Linked DNA regions of Rattus norvegicus: region 2 is linked to region 1. Evidence: chromatin contacts called from public Hi-C data. All regions are on one chromosome and are shown on one strand. The core of a region is the stretch at or near the end of the contact, and the rest is flanking DNA. Distances in the headings are between cores, read along the strand shown. Region 1 holds the start of Id2 (inhibitor of DNA binding 2). Region 2 has its middle 150 kb from the start of Id2.

Region 1 (6,590 bases), core at 534-3,033:
ACACCTGGGGGAGATGATCACTCTTAGTTTTCCTTCCGTTTTCTTTTTAAAAAGGTCCATTCAACTTGTTCTCCTGGTGAAATGGTTGATAACAAAGCAGAACAAAACAACAGTCTTAAAAGATCCTGTAGACTTCTTGTTGTGCAAAAGAAAAAGAGAAAGTAAAAATAAAAAAAAAAAAAAAAAAAGGAAAAAGTCCCCAAATGCCTGCAAAAGATCGGGAGAGAGAAGGCAGTTTAGGAGATTGTAACCTAAGGGCAGGGGCGGGCAGCCTGGCGCCAGAGGAAGCCACAGTTTGAGCTTTTAACCAAACCCTGGCGTCCAGATGCGGCGCACATACCCGGCCCCAACAGCACAAATTAAACATGAAAATAGCAGAGACTCAAGGGGAAAACTTCCCAAACCCAGTCTCCCATTTGGATCTCTAACAGCGCGCTCACAGGCGCCAGTCTGCTTCTTGTAACAATTATTTGATTGAAAACAGCCCTTTGGTTAACAGATAGGGAAAGCTGGATCCCGGAGCACAGGGGTAAGGCTCCGGGTAGCCGTCTTCAGCTAGCCAGAGAAATCTCAGAGGACTTCAGTTTTGGGGGAAGAGAACACTATGGAATTTGTGGCGATAAGATTAATTAGAGCTGAGGTTAGTACCTCATAGCACCACCACTGGGCTCATAAAAGCCAATAACACTTTGTCCTGACACCTTCATAGTAAGTTACTGGCATTTATATTCATATTCATTCTCTCTCTCTCTCTCTCTCTCTCTCTCTCTCTCTCTCTCTCTCTCTCTCTCTCTCTCTCTCTCTCTCTCTCTCTCTCTCTCTCTCTCTCTCTCTCTCTCTCGGCAACTGTTCCGTAATCCGGAGCAACCACAGCGACAAGCCCCTTCATGCCTCTCTGGAAGGACAAGCGGCACCCGTAACACGGTGAAGTAAGCATGCATTTACCAAACCAAACATTTAACAGACACACAAGTACATTACCGAAGCGCGCACACAGGAGGCACCCGCAAACACTCACCATTTATTTAGCCACAGAGTACTTTGCTGTCATTCGACATAAGCTCAGAAGGGAATTCAGACGCCTGGAGAGAAAGAGGATAAAAAGCAGGATATTAGGCAATCTTAAAGGAAGGTAGCCCCCTCCTCCCTTTACGAAAGTGCCAACAAGTCCCATTAAACAGGTTCATGCTACAATGCAGATCCAGACGCAACCCACACAGAACTTAGAAGTAGCGATTTCTTACATGACGCTCAATGCACAGTTTTCTTAAAAATAAAGTTAATGAACCTGTCTCTACGATGGGCTTTAAGAGTGACAGTTTCGGACGACCGGGAGCATCTGGGCAGCGGGGTACTTGCAAGCGAGTCTCACCTGCAAGGACAGGATGCTGATGTCCGTGTTCAGGGTGGTCAGCGGCGTCCTGGACGTTTGGTTCTGTCCAGGTCTCTGGTGGTGCAGGCTGACGATAGTGGGGTGCGAGTCCAGGGCGATCTGCAGGTCCAAGATATAATCGATGACGTGCTGCAGGATTTCCATCTTGGTCACCTTCTTGTTCTGGGGGATGCTGGGCACCAGTTCCTTGAGCTTGGAGTAGCAGTCGTTCATGTTGTAGAGCAGACTCATCGGGTCGTCCACCGGGGTTTTGCTCCGGGAGATGCCCAAGCTGTGGTCCGACAGGCTGTTTTTCCTAACGGACCTCACCGGACTGAAGGCTTTCATGCTGCTCGTAGGAGGAAAGGCCGGGAGGGAGCCGCCGCAGGGGGCTGAGGTGGCTGCGCCGCACCAGGCTCTGTTCAGAATGAAGCGCGAGCCGGGCGGGGCGTCTTTTATGTGCACTCGCCCTGGCCGCTCAATCGGGCATCCCTGAATCGCCATTGGTGGGAGGGGTGCCGTCCATCATACCAGGCGAATCCTCCCATTGGTGAGTGAGAGCTCTCGGTTCTTCCGCGTTCGCAGCCAATGCCCGTGGGGTGGGAGGAGCGGGCGAGAGCCCAGCTGGGGTGGTAAATTGAGTACAGTGTGCGCTGGGCACCCAGGGGGCCTGAGTGTGCAATTGTGCCCTCCTGATTCTAATTTCCAAAGCTGGCAGGACCCCTGCCCCGGGGGTGTGCCCGGAGCTAGCTATCCCCGCCCCAGGGTTTCCAGCAGCCCCGCGGTCTCAGCACAGCAGACGGGAAGTCACAGGTCGCTAGCGTTAGGGAGACAGCGACCGTGGCAGAAGGGAAAAGAAGCGCGCCTTTGGGAAGTCACATTTGTGGAGTTCCTTCTTTTAAGATAAAGCAAAAGCTATTTAAGGGGAGGAGGGGCGGGAAACCTACCCACATACACATTCACGGCAGGTTTAGCGTGGGATTTTGCAACTTGGAGCAACGCGGGAGGCCTTCTCGGAAACTCAGTGACACGAATTGTAGGGAGCACTGTGCGGTCTCCCTCAGACCACAGAGGAGCCCTGAGGGACCTGGTACGTCCGGGACCCCCCCTCCTCCTCGAGAACGAGGCAGAGTTAGTATAATGACTCCATTAATCGAAGGTCATTAGTGGGGTTTGCACACTGGAACTACATTTACATACATTGCCCTTGGTCTGTGCCCTTCAGTGTAGGTGGCAAAGTGATGCGATTAATTATGCGCAAATCGTGATTTCTGGTGTCAACATTCCAGCACTTACAGCTCTTGGGAAGCTCTTTGTCAGGTAGGTGGTCCTAGCTACTGACTGACAGCTTATCGCTGTTTTTAAAGAAAATTCTGTTACGTACGAGGTTTGGAATCTTTCAGCACCCCTCCTAGATGCAGCTACATTTTGAAAAAGTTTGGAGCTCTTGACTCCAACGCTTTAATTTCTGAATTCTTGTTCTGCTGAAGACTACTGTATATTAGTCGTGTATTAGAGGAAAACAATATTTATCTTAAGCCCAGAAAGGGTTTTTTTGGTCTCAATCTCCCACATCCTCTGAATGCAATAAAGAGAAAGAATGCAGAATCCGGGCAAAGCTCCGTGGTGAAGAAACAGTATTTTCCCTTCAATTAATGATTAATTCCTCAGCTGGTGGGCCAGGCAGTCTCTGACCTCCACGTGACAGCCATGTGCCCCAGGGCTTCTCTCTAAGGAGGCAGAGTCCGGTGGTGTAGTGGTGGTAAAATCCGGCCATCTCAGTTTGGAGGCTGCAGGACTCTCTGCCCTGCAGAGAAATCTGCACAAGGCTTGCACTGCCTCCTGAAACTCAGTGACAGTGTTCTATTGACAACTGTCCTGTTATTAAGCTGGTAGTGATTTACTATCTGAGTCCCCCCACAGTTCGAGCCTCTTGATGTACTTTGTGTGCATGTGTTTCTGTCACATACGTGCCACAGCGGAACAGATTTTGTTTTGACACTTTTGGTTCATGATGTTATACTCTGAGTATTTTACAATAATAGCCAATGTAAACAAACATCTCTGGGATTCTCAAATTATTACTTATGATTCTTGGACATTGCATCTCTGCGGTACTGACGCATTCTTAGCTTTTTCCAAGGACACCGTATGTTAGCACCGGTGCCAGCCTCATTATTCCAACAGAAAGGCCCTGGGCTGGATGATAATGAGCGCTGTGCAGCATCGCTCGACACACTGGCAGCGACGACGCATGAGCGCCTTCTCCCAAGACCATTCCTGTACCCTGATATAGTAAAATTGCTAAATATGGTGAAAGTTTTCTGGCGTTTCTTTCTCTGGCTGTCATGCCAGAGTCCAGTCTGCCGGGCTGCGCTGAATCGGATTCTGTTGGCACACTACCCAGTTTTTGCATTCATTTAAAGATCATTTTAAGGGGATTGTGAAACTGTATAAGTTAATGACTGAAAAGGACGGAGTTACCAGTAAGTCTGTCACAGCAAGCCTGGGCTGACATTTCTTAAAATTATGTTTTGGGGCTGGGGATTTGGTGGGAACCCTTTTCGGGACGGCTTATAATGGTATATAAAAATCGGTTCATTGGTGTGGATTTTCATCTGAGAGCCCTGAAGTTCAAATGGTCCCAGCTGCAGGACGCGCCCAGATGCAGAAAGGGCGGGATCCGTGGGTGGTGGGAAGGTGTGAAGGGCTTCCGGCGGTGTGTGTGTGTGTGTGTGTGTGTGTGTGTGTGTGTGTGATATTGGCCGCCCCTGCTACCCACCGGGACGCCCCCCATTTAAAGCAACAGACCCGCTTGGAGTTGCCCGAACCCTGCTACCAGCCCCCCGGATCCCCCACCATGTCCAGGCCACGCGCGATAATCAGAAGCAGGTCCCGGCCCAGCCACCTTGGCTACTATCCCCGCGTGATGCCACGAGGGCGGGAGGAGCCGGCTTGGCGGGGGCGAGTCTCAAGGTCTTCTCTGCACATCTGGCGCAATTGGGAGCTCTCGCCTTTCTTCCCCTCGGTTTTGTTCTCACAGCTGTGTCCATTCCGCCCGTGACCCCCCGAGTGATCCCTGACAGGTGATGAATTGGCAGCAGCGGCGGCGGCAGCGGCGCGCGGGCCAGGCCGCGGCGGGGCCGGAGCCGGAGCCCCGGAGCAGACTCTCTGGCGCCAGGCGCGTGACGCCGCCCATTCACGCCGCCCTGCAGCCTTGTCCTCGCGGCGCCGCTCAGGCGGCTGCCATGGTAACCGCGCCGTCACTCAGCGCGCGCGCCCAGCTGATCAATGCCTGCAAGGCCCGGCGGTCCCAGGCTCGCCCTGACCGGGCCGTCAGCCTGCGCGCACCTGCAGCCTCTGCACGTCTTAAGTTTCGAGTGATTTGGGGGAAGAAGGAAGACCGAGAAGAAAAGAATAGGGGAAAAAAAGGGGGGGGTGTAAAAGAGGAGGAGAGAAAAAAAAATAAAAAAGGCCGGGAGAGGGAGAAGAACTCTTCCTTCGCAAAAGGGGATGGGGGGTGTGGGTAATGCGGCTTAGACCTTGCCAAAGCAAAAGGTTTTGCTTTATTTCATTTGTTTTTGCAATAGAGGCGTGGAGCTGGCGGGAGGGTAGCAGTGGATGCAAAGGAGGTCACTGTCTCTTCGCAGGACAAGATTTATTTATTCCTCTGGATCTTCTTGGTTCTCGCCCGGATGGCTTTGACTCCAAAAGAAAAAAAAAGTCTTTGAAGGACCCTTATCCTCGGCCCCCTCACCCCCCACCCCCACCCCGCGCCCGGTCCTACTGACATCCTCTTAGGAATCCTTAGTGGTTATGCAAAAAGCATCAGACTTTTCCCGAACAGCCCCTCCTCCACCCTGAGAGGTGGTAGGATGCACTGCTGCCTGAGGTCTTCTAGCCACTCTTGAGACTCAGCGTGCAGCTCCCGCATCTGCGTGCTCATTTCCGCTAGGAGAGCGGCGGGGGGTGAGAGGTGTGGCGGGGGCTGGGGGGCGCAGGCCTAGCCCCTTCATAGTGTGAGTTTTTTCCTGACATCACCTAGAATCCAGAAACTTGTAAGTCAGCCTGGAGACACAGACACCTCCTCTGTCCGGGTTTATCTCCAGGGAAAGCTCCCTTTTAGGAACCAGATGCCAACACTTCCGGATAGTTTATGGCACCCGGATCCCTCAAGGGTGCTCATCCACCGCTGAGAGTGTTAGCAGCCGTTATTCATCGCCTGTCCGGCAGAGTCGTCTTCTGCTGGCCCTAAAACCCAAGGGTGAGGGTGGGAGGGCTGGGGATTTGGGGGGAGGGGGTTGCGGCTCACAACCCGCCAGAGCTGTTATCTGGCTTATCCGAGTTTGTTGTGGTTTTCGAGGAAACAGCATCTGGGTTGTATAAGGATTCGAGTTTTTGCTTTTCGTGTTTATTTAATACCTTGGCAAGAGGGAGCCCTTACCCTGAAACCAGATAAACCGAATTTGGGTTTAAAAAGGCCTTAGATGAGGGGCGCTAGGACTGAAGGAAAAAGAGCAAAGCCACTTAAAGCAAACAAGAGGATGTTTGTTTTTCTCTTTGGGGTAACTTTTTTTTTTTTTGAAGACTCTTACACTTCGTGTCACACACAGCTAATAAATGGCATTAGCGAAGTGTCGCAGCTACTACAATGGCTTAGCCATAAGTCGGCCCGCCCTTGCCTCGCCACAATTCCGGCCATAACTCCTTCTAGGATTCCTTCACAGTTCTGTTTACCTGCAGATCTGGAGTCCCAGCTAAAAAAAAAAAAAAAAAAAAAAAAAAAAAAAAAAAAAAAAGCCGTGCCAAATCCAATTGCGTGCCACTGTCTGATCCCCTTTTAGAAGGATCACTTTCCAGCCTGGTTCAAAGAAAGTCAAGTTTGGGAAATTCGGCGGAAGGGTCCGATTTAAACTATGGAGCGCCGCAAATATTTTGTTACCAATACTGTGAAGTGCTCCGATTTGCGGCTGCTTTTGGCATTGACAAAGGATTTTCCTGCGACTTTTACTCCGGTCACCAAATTTAAAAAGGAAAATTAACTGGACTGAGCGATATGTCTTGGAAAACAATCTCGGGCTGCCTGCGAACTGGCGGGAGCGGGGGCTGGCGTCGCCCAGTCTGCGCCACCGGGAGGCGCGCGCCGCTGGTCGGGCCACCACCGGAGCCGGGGTCACCGCGGGGACCCCAGGCCGCAGCCCGCAGGGAGCCCCCCCCC
Region 2 (7,380 bases), core at 3,532-6,031, 150 kb after region 1:
GAAAAACAAAAACGAAAAAAGGCAAACAAAGAAACAAAAACCCCACCAAAACCTCCCAAATCAACCAAAACTACACGGGGCCAAAGAGGATGAACACTAGACTGTCCTCCTTCCTTTTTCTGACTCTGCTTGGGGATCTAAACAACTGCCACTTAGCCATCAGTGACTCTTACCCTGATGTCCTCTGGTCCCAGGCTTCCCTCTCTGTATACCCTGTGCCACCTGAAGCCTCCCAGGCCTTTGGGACAGCTCTGCTGCCTGCTCCCGCCAGATGATTGGATCTATCAGAGCACGGGGAGTCTAGGACAGAGGCTGAGTCCTCCTCAGCAGTGCTCCCAAGTGCTCCTCCACCAAGGCTAGTTTCTGGAAGGCTCTTGAGGGTCTCCAGAGAATGAACGAGGGTGACACTTGTTGGATTTGGTTTCAGAGGCAGGCTTCACTTCTTCTCCATGCCCCACGCAGGACAGCCTTGCAAGCTGCAGACAGAGTCAGTCTGCTGCCTCACAGTGAGGTGAGGCGGTGACTCAGGGGATAACTGTGGGCAGGGGGGCTTTCCAGCAACCTAGTTAGCTGAAACCACACGGCAGCCTTCCTAGCCTGTGGGGTGACCTACTTCTGAATTCCCGCAGCTTCAACGCCCAGCGGGCAGAATGCTGATGAGCAGGCCTTGCTGGCCTCTGGTGAGAAAGGGGACAGAGATGGTGCTGGTTGATTTGATCTTGCAGAGCTCTGGGGACAGGATGTCCTGTTCTTTCTGATGCTGGGAAGTGGTCTGGGTAAAGGGGACTTCCTGCTAAGTCCTGTAAGTTCCCAAGGAAGGGGGACAGCAAAGTCTGTTTAGTTATGCTCACCTAAGAGATGCTTCATTCGAGCCCTCCTAACTAACCTTCCTGGGTTCATGTCCCAGTCAGAAGGGACAAATCCCAAAGGGGCTCCTCACCCAAGTCCTCATTTTGTGTTTTAAAGCAGAGGTGGAAACTACTCTCGGCCTTGCATTGACTGGGTGGTCCTTAGAAACCTGGCAGTTGGTTGCCTCACCAGAGGTGGTATAAATGCTCCCATCTCAGGGCAGGAGGAACCTCAGGTGGGTCATCCAGGTGACTCACACTGCCTCAGCCCATCCATCCCTACAGAGATGTAGAGATGCCTGACATGGCCACTGGTCTCTTCTTTCTCCAGTCTGATCTTAACACCACATGAGCACTTCCTGTGTGAATCTTTCCCAATCAATCCCTGCCCCACAGGGATGGCCCAGATTTCCCTCCCAGGACTCTAGGCAGTAAAACCACACTAATTGGCTGCTGTTTCTCTCTCACCACTCCACTCTCTCTGGCTGGGACATCCTTGGAAGCCAGCGGCCTACTTAGCACCTGTCAGTTCAAGGAAACAGACCATACTGGTACAAAACATGCCTGGCCACAAATGATAAGAATTTTACACCTCTCCCCTGTGTGTTTTCATTGCAGGATGGAGGAAGACCGTGTGGAATGGTAGGAATGGGCCTTTAGAATAGTATGACTTAGCCTGGCCTGCCTCTCTTCGCAGTGACAAGCCCGACAGGACCTCTGCATGGCTGCTAATGCTTGAGGTACACAAGTTAGAGGCAGGGAGGAGGTAGAGAGCTAGTTAAGGCCCGGTCTGACAAGGTTACTTGAATTTTAGGGTTTCCTGACTTCTCTGACCCTCAGTTGACTCATCTGTTAAATGGATTTAATCACAATGCCCACATAGGAAAGATGTAGAAACAGCCAGAATAAATGTTCATCGACAGAAAGACGTGTAAAGAAAATATGACACCTAAAATATTTTTTATCTATTTTTTATTCTTTGGAATATTATGTATCCCTCAAGAAGAAGGGAATTCTATAATAGATAATAGCACGCGTGAGTCTTGAGGACATTTGCTAAGTAAAATATGCCAGCCACAGAAAACGAACACTATATGGTTTCATGTACCACGGCATTTGGAAGTAACCACATTCACAGACTCGATGAATGGAATACCAGAAGATGAAGAGACAAGGGACTGGCAGGAGGTTTCCCTGTAGCTGAGTGGATAAACTATAGACATTGGACCGCTCGTGAGCAGTAATTTCTGGAATACTTACATGTCTGTTAACACGGGCAATCTCATATTGAGAGTTCTTACCACAATAAAAAAGTCGTCTGCATGGGAAAAACAATATCACCCACATCACAGAGCTTGCACAGTTTAAGATTGCGTGCTAACAGTATATGCATTTGGTAGTTGGTAACTATGCTTTCAAGTGGATGGCTGGATAGGCGCTTAAAGAGGAAGATTCAGGCAGGTAATGTTACACGAGTTGGGTTATTTAGACTTCTAATTTACTCTCCCAGCTCCACCATGTCATGTGATGCATGTCAAGGACAGAGGGTAACCTTTTTAGACAGGTCTCTTTTTTGTTTTTGGCTACCCATGCTGGTTGGCTTATGAGCTCCTGCCTCTGCCTCTTGTCTTTCTTGTAGGGGTTTGCGGTTACAGATATGCTATGGCATCCATCTTTTATGAGGGTTCTAGGGACTCGAACTCAGATCTTCACGCTTGTGTAGAAAGTGATTCACCCAGCAAGCCATCTTCCCAGCCTCTAACTCACTCTTTAGGCCTTAAACATTGTGGAAATGTCTTATATTTCATTTCTCACCATCATATCGATAACTAAGCTCTACTTTTATGCAAAAGTAGATTTATGTATTCCCAGTACACTTTTAAAGAGTCAAAATACATTTTTATTTGTTAATTTCTGGCAACAAGGCCAATCTTAAATAAGCAATAATATGTTTAGGAAGCCTAAACTGGGATTTCTCAACCTCACTGAGTTACCCATCCTGCTCCCAGTTTATGATGCAGTCAATCAGTGGCTCACAGATCTTATAGTTGCTAAATGATGTTGTGTTCAGGAGAGTTTGGGTTCTGAGGCTGTGAGTGAGAAGCGAACTTGAGATCTGACAACTGCCACCTTGGTATCCCCATCCCTTGTCCCACACCAAAGCCCATGAATCAAGAAAAGCATCCCCCACATGGCTGCCATTCACCTCACGTTGAATGCATGTCAGGTCCGTCAGTCTTAGAAAGCATAGTGAAACGCTTAAAAACTTTGAAGAAACCTAGGAAAACTGTTGTCTGTAGCTCAAAACTGTTGGGTCTGAACTGTCACATAAGGGGTAGTATCGTCCCCACCCTGGGGCTCCCACCTGTCTCCAGCCTGGGGTACCTGCTGAAACAAGACATTTGCATTTTCCTCCTTGTTAAAGGCTGCTGACCACAAATGAACAAGCTGTCCTTGTCCTCTTTAAGGCCATTATTGCTGGGGAGGATGTCACCCTGTGGGTTACCCATACTTCCTACCTTTATAAGATAGAAGGCCTTGGCTTCCTGCAGAGGCAGGAGGATGGCCCCTATCAGAGTATTCTATGGCTGAAGCAGGTCTGCTCCCCAGAGCCTCTCTATGTCTACTGAGCAAGTCTGTGTCTGTTCTTCCCCAAGGCTAGCTGATAAAGACACCTCTGGTCACCTATCTGTCCTCCTGTCCCCATGCACTAAATATACCACTCAGCATATCTTCAAGTACTGACTCCCTCAGAGAGGATGTGGCCATGTGGACCTCAGATCTACCAGCTGAAATCCCTTCTTTCTTATGTGAACTCTACAGCACTCTCTGTCCCACCCAAGAAGGGACAAAGACAGCATGACACAGAATGCCTTCCCAGACAGCAAGTCGGCAATGTTGATCAGTGACTTGAGATGTTTCTATCCCAGCTCGGCACTTTAACTCCCAGGAGTTCATTTCAGGAGCGGGCAGGTCTGTGAGCACTGAGTTCCATTTTTAAATGTATGGGAAATAAACAATTTTAATGTCTAAGATAGAGGCACCAACAATAAATTCTGTTATTTGCATACATAAAATATTTTAAAGCTATTAAAATTGATTTAGGGGCTTGGGACAGATCCCAGTTGGTGAGTCTAGACTTGGTCTGCAAGCATGAAGACCTGAGTTCAGATTCCCCAGCATCAATGTAAAGGCTGGTTATGGTGGTGTACATCGGTAACTCCAGTGCTGGGGGCAGGGATGTTTGGGGGTGGTGCAGAAACAGACAAATCACTAGAGCTTGATGGACAGCCAGTCTAGCCAATCAGTGAGCATAAGTTCAGTGAGCGATGTTGTCACACACACACACAAAGAAAAATAAGGTGGACAATGATAGAGGAAATCATGTGACATTGAGTTCTGGTTTCCAAGTGCATCTGCATGCACATGTATGCACATGTATGCATATGCACAGAAACACACAAATAAAAATTAAATCAGTTTAAAGAGTGGCTAATGATAGGGAAAGATGTTAACGTAATATTAGATTTAAACTATAACATCTAATAAAATGTGTAAAAACAAATATATATGTAGACATGGCATTTATATGAATTCATGAAGATAAGGGATGGGAAGAGAGAGAGAGAGAGAGAGAGAGAGAGAGAGAGAGAGAGAGAGAGAGAGAGAGGAAGAGAGAGAGAGAGAGACTGACTCTTACATGAACTTTCTGGCTAGTGACCACATGTGGGATGTTGGGCCCATAAGGTTAATACAGAGCTGGAAAATTCCAGTAGCAGCCAGCAGCAGCACGGTCACGTTCTCTGTAGTTCAACCCACTGCTTAAATTGCTTATGCATTTGTCATCAGAAACTTGGCTGCATACATGAATGCTTAACATTGCACTACAGCTGCCTACAGCATCCAGGGTGGCACCATGCTGTATGGGTGCACAGCCTAAGAGAAAAGGACTGTGCCGTGCAGCGGAGGCCTGCAGCACTGTTCCAGCTGGGTTGGTGTAAGTATGCTCTGGGGAGTTTACACAAAGACACAATTGTGTAAAGTCCATTTCTCAGGATTGATCTCCACCATTAATACATGCACAGCTGTATGTATTTGTTTATCTATGTGATTGTATGTGTGTGTGTGTGTGTGTGTGTATGTGTGTGCATGTGCATGCATTTGTCTGTAAGTGTGCCTGCCTCTGTGTGTGTGTGTGTGTGTGTGTGTGTGTGTGTGTGTGTGTGTGTGTGTAGGGAAGAATATACTAAGTCTGAAGAATGGCTCTATCTGGCCAAGAGACATTTGTAACCAATTTCCTTTTCCTTTCCCAGAATGCTCTGCTTTCCCTGAATTTCCTATAATGATGTCTGACCTAGAAAATATTTCAAATTGATTCAACTAACAGAAATGACTCAGCCAGTGAGAATGCAGCATGTGTCGTTCCGGATCTCCTTCGTGGAAACCTCTGGAGGTCCGTCCCTCACCCTGGTGCTGCGGACTTAGGCAAAGGTGGGCCCCCAAAGCTACTGGTCCCAGATATCTGGGACCAGAGTGAGAATGTGGCCTCTCAGCTTCTGCCTCATTCTCTAGACCACTTATGGATCCAGAGGGCAGTTAGAAACAGAGAGGAGTACACTGTGGCTCTGGCCAAGTCTGAGCTGGCATCCCAGGCCCATCAATAAACAGTCTCTTTATCTCCTAAGGCCTTGCTTCATCTATGAGTTTGTGAATAATTCCACACATAGAATCTAAATGAGAGAGTAAGAGTTTAGTTCTATCCCTACACAGCAACTGGCCCGTGTGTGTACATGCATTCCTGAATGTGACCATGTGGTATGTGTGGTCTCTCATCAGATAAAGGGTCCTAGATGGCGTTTGGCATGCACTTCTGAAAGCTTTGGATAAATTTATGAATTCTATTTTACAACTTGCTGGCCCTGTACCAAGAAAGGGTTATGGGAGTCTCTTGGTTTTGTATAGACTGGACCATGTCTGCTTTCTTCTCTTCAAAGCAAATATGGAAGTGGCCATTGGACAGTCCTCAACGTTCTTGACTGTCTGTGATGTGCGCATGTGTGCCACACAGCACATGTGGAGGTCAGAGGACTACCTCCGGTGCGAATTGGTCCTCACCTTCTACTTCATGTGAAACGATCTCTTATTGCCTGTTCCTGTGTGTGCCAGGCTTCCAGGCTCCCAAGTAAGTATGGCCTTAGGCAAAGATGGGCCCCAAACATCTTCCTGCGTATACCTCCCATCTCACTGTAGAAGTGATGGGGTTATAGATTAATGCTACCATTTCTGGCTTTATGTGGGTTCTGGGGATTCAAACATAGGTCCTCATATTTGTATAGTGAACACATTATTCACTGAGCCATCTTTCCAACCCTGAGTCTACTCAGGAGATTTCATGCACCTCAGCCTCAGTGCCTTTGATCAGTGGAGAGGACAATGAACAGTTGCAAAGACATTCTCCCTGCCCCTATTGAGAAGGGGAGGGCCTTAGGAAGGCTAACACCATCACCATCATCAGCATTATCATTGCCATCAAGATATGATGACCAGATGACAGCCAGTGGAAGGCTTCACTGGAAACTTCCATTTGGACCCTTCACTACCGTCCTTGCCTCTGCGCTTCAACTACTCAGAAGCTGTCAAGTGCTCGCCCCCCAGTGCTCCTTTCGAGAGACCAGTGTCATTGTTGTTAGGTGACTTGTCCAGGAAGGAGGGCATATGGGTGATGGGGCTGCCCTGGCAAGGAGTGTATGCGCCACTGCAGAGTAATCCTGCACTGGCACCATCGAGGCAGTGCGGGCAAGAACAGCACAGCACAAGGCCAAGTGCAAATTGTTTTAAAATGCACAAATGAGCTTGGTTCAGGTGCAGCCAAAGAGTTCTCCATTTCAGCAGAGAGTTATTCTGTACACTTTTACTATGCTTATCCAATAAAAGCACAACTGTTCATGGAGTCATTAAGCTGTGCTTTTAGGAGATGCCGTCAAGGAAAGCAGGCCACAAATCGAGCCTGATTTGCTCAACTGGTTCGAGTTGCTTTTTTGTCAAAGCCACATCAAACCTGCAATCTGCGGGCTCCCCTTCCCTTGTGAAATTGTCATTCTGAACACTTTGGAATCGCTTTGGTTCTAGGAGACCTGTAGTTATTCAAAGTGCCCACGTGTGCTCAGGCCTGTGATGTGGCTCCTGACCTGAGGGAGCCGTGAAGGAAGCAGGATGCTGCAGGAAGACAGGTGGTGTGGGGGCGTGGCTACTGTGGGGGTGAGAAAAGCAGGGCATGATGTCATCTATTAGAGACCTTTCTCTCTGCGGCTCCACTTCAGTGTTGACCTGTAACTGTCTAATGGACTGTTTGGTACATGGTTATTACAGACCTAGTTGTCAAAAGCAGGATGAAGGCTATGGGAGACCCACTTTATCCTGAAAACGAAGTTTTGTATACAGAAAACAAAGTTGTGTATACAGTCACCCCATATCTTTGGTCTCTTGGCCAATGCTGGGTACTATTCTGCTGCTAGCTACTAGGGAGGCTGGG

Evidence for each region. Hi-C and Micro-C count contacts between places; a contact is called where the count stands out from the background.
Region 2: a contact with region 1 is called in a Hi-C map of Schwann cells, with 3 times the contacts expected there. The contact joins the enhancer-like site here to the promoter of Id2 in region 1. A contact is called at or near these places in 3 of 12 Hi-C or Micro-C datasets (Schwann cells, kidney and mammary epithelial cells) and 1 of 1 datasets of contacts at active chromatin or transcription factors (oligodendrocytes).

Annotation. Positions count from the first base shown.
Region 1 is chr6:47,469,212-47,475,801 of GRCr8, forward strand. It overlaps Id2 (inhibitor of DNA binding 2), which reads right to left and starts at 1,784. Exons shown (of 3, transcript NM_013060.4): 1 at 1,373-1,784; 2 at 1,019-1,082; 3 at 1-207. The coding sequence starts at 1,720. The coding sequence ends at 1,026.
Region 2 is chr6:47,619,915-47,627,294 of GRCr8, forward strand. No RefSeq gene overlaps it. Among named protein-coding and RNA genes, the nearest start is that of Id2, 150 kb to the left of the region's middle. Within about 2 kb of position 4,782, at least 10 of the 93 cell types and tissues checked have an H3K27ac peak or open chromatin away from gene starts, as enhancers often do. A contact at or near this core is called in Schwann cells and kidney, where this site is marked.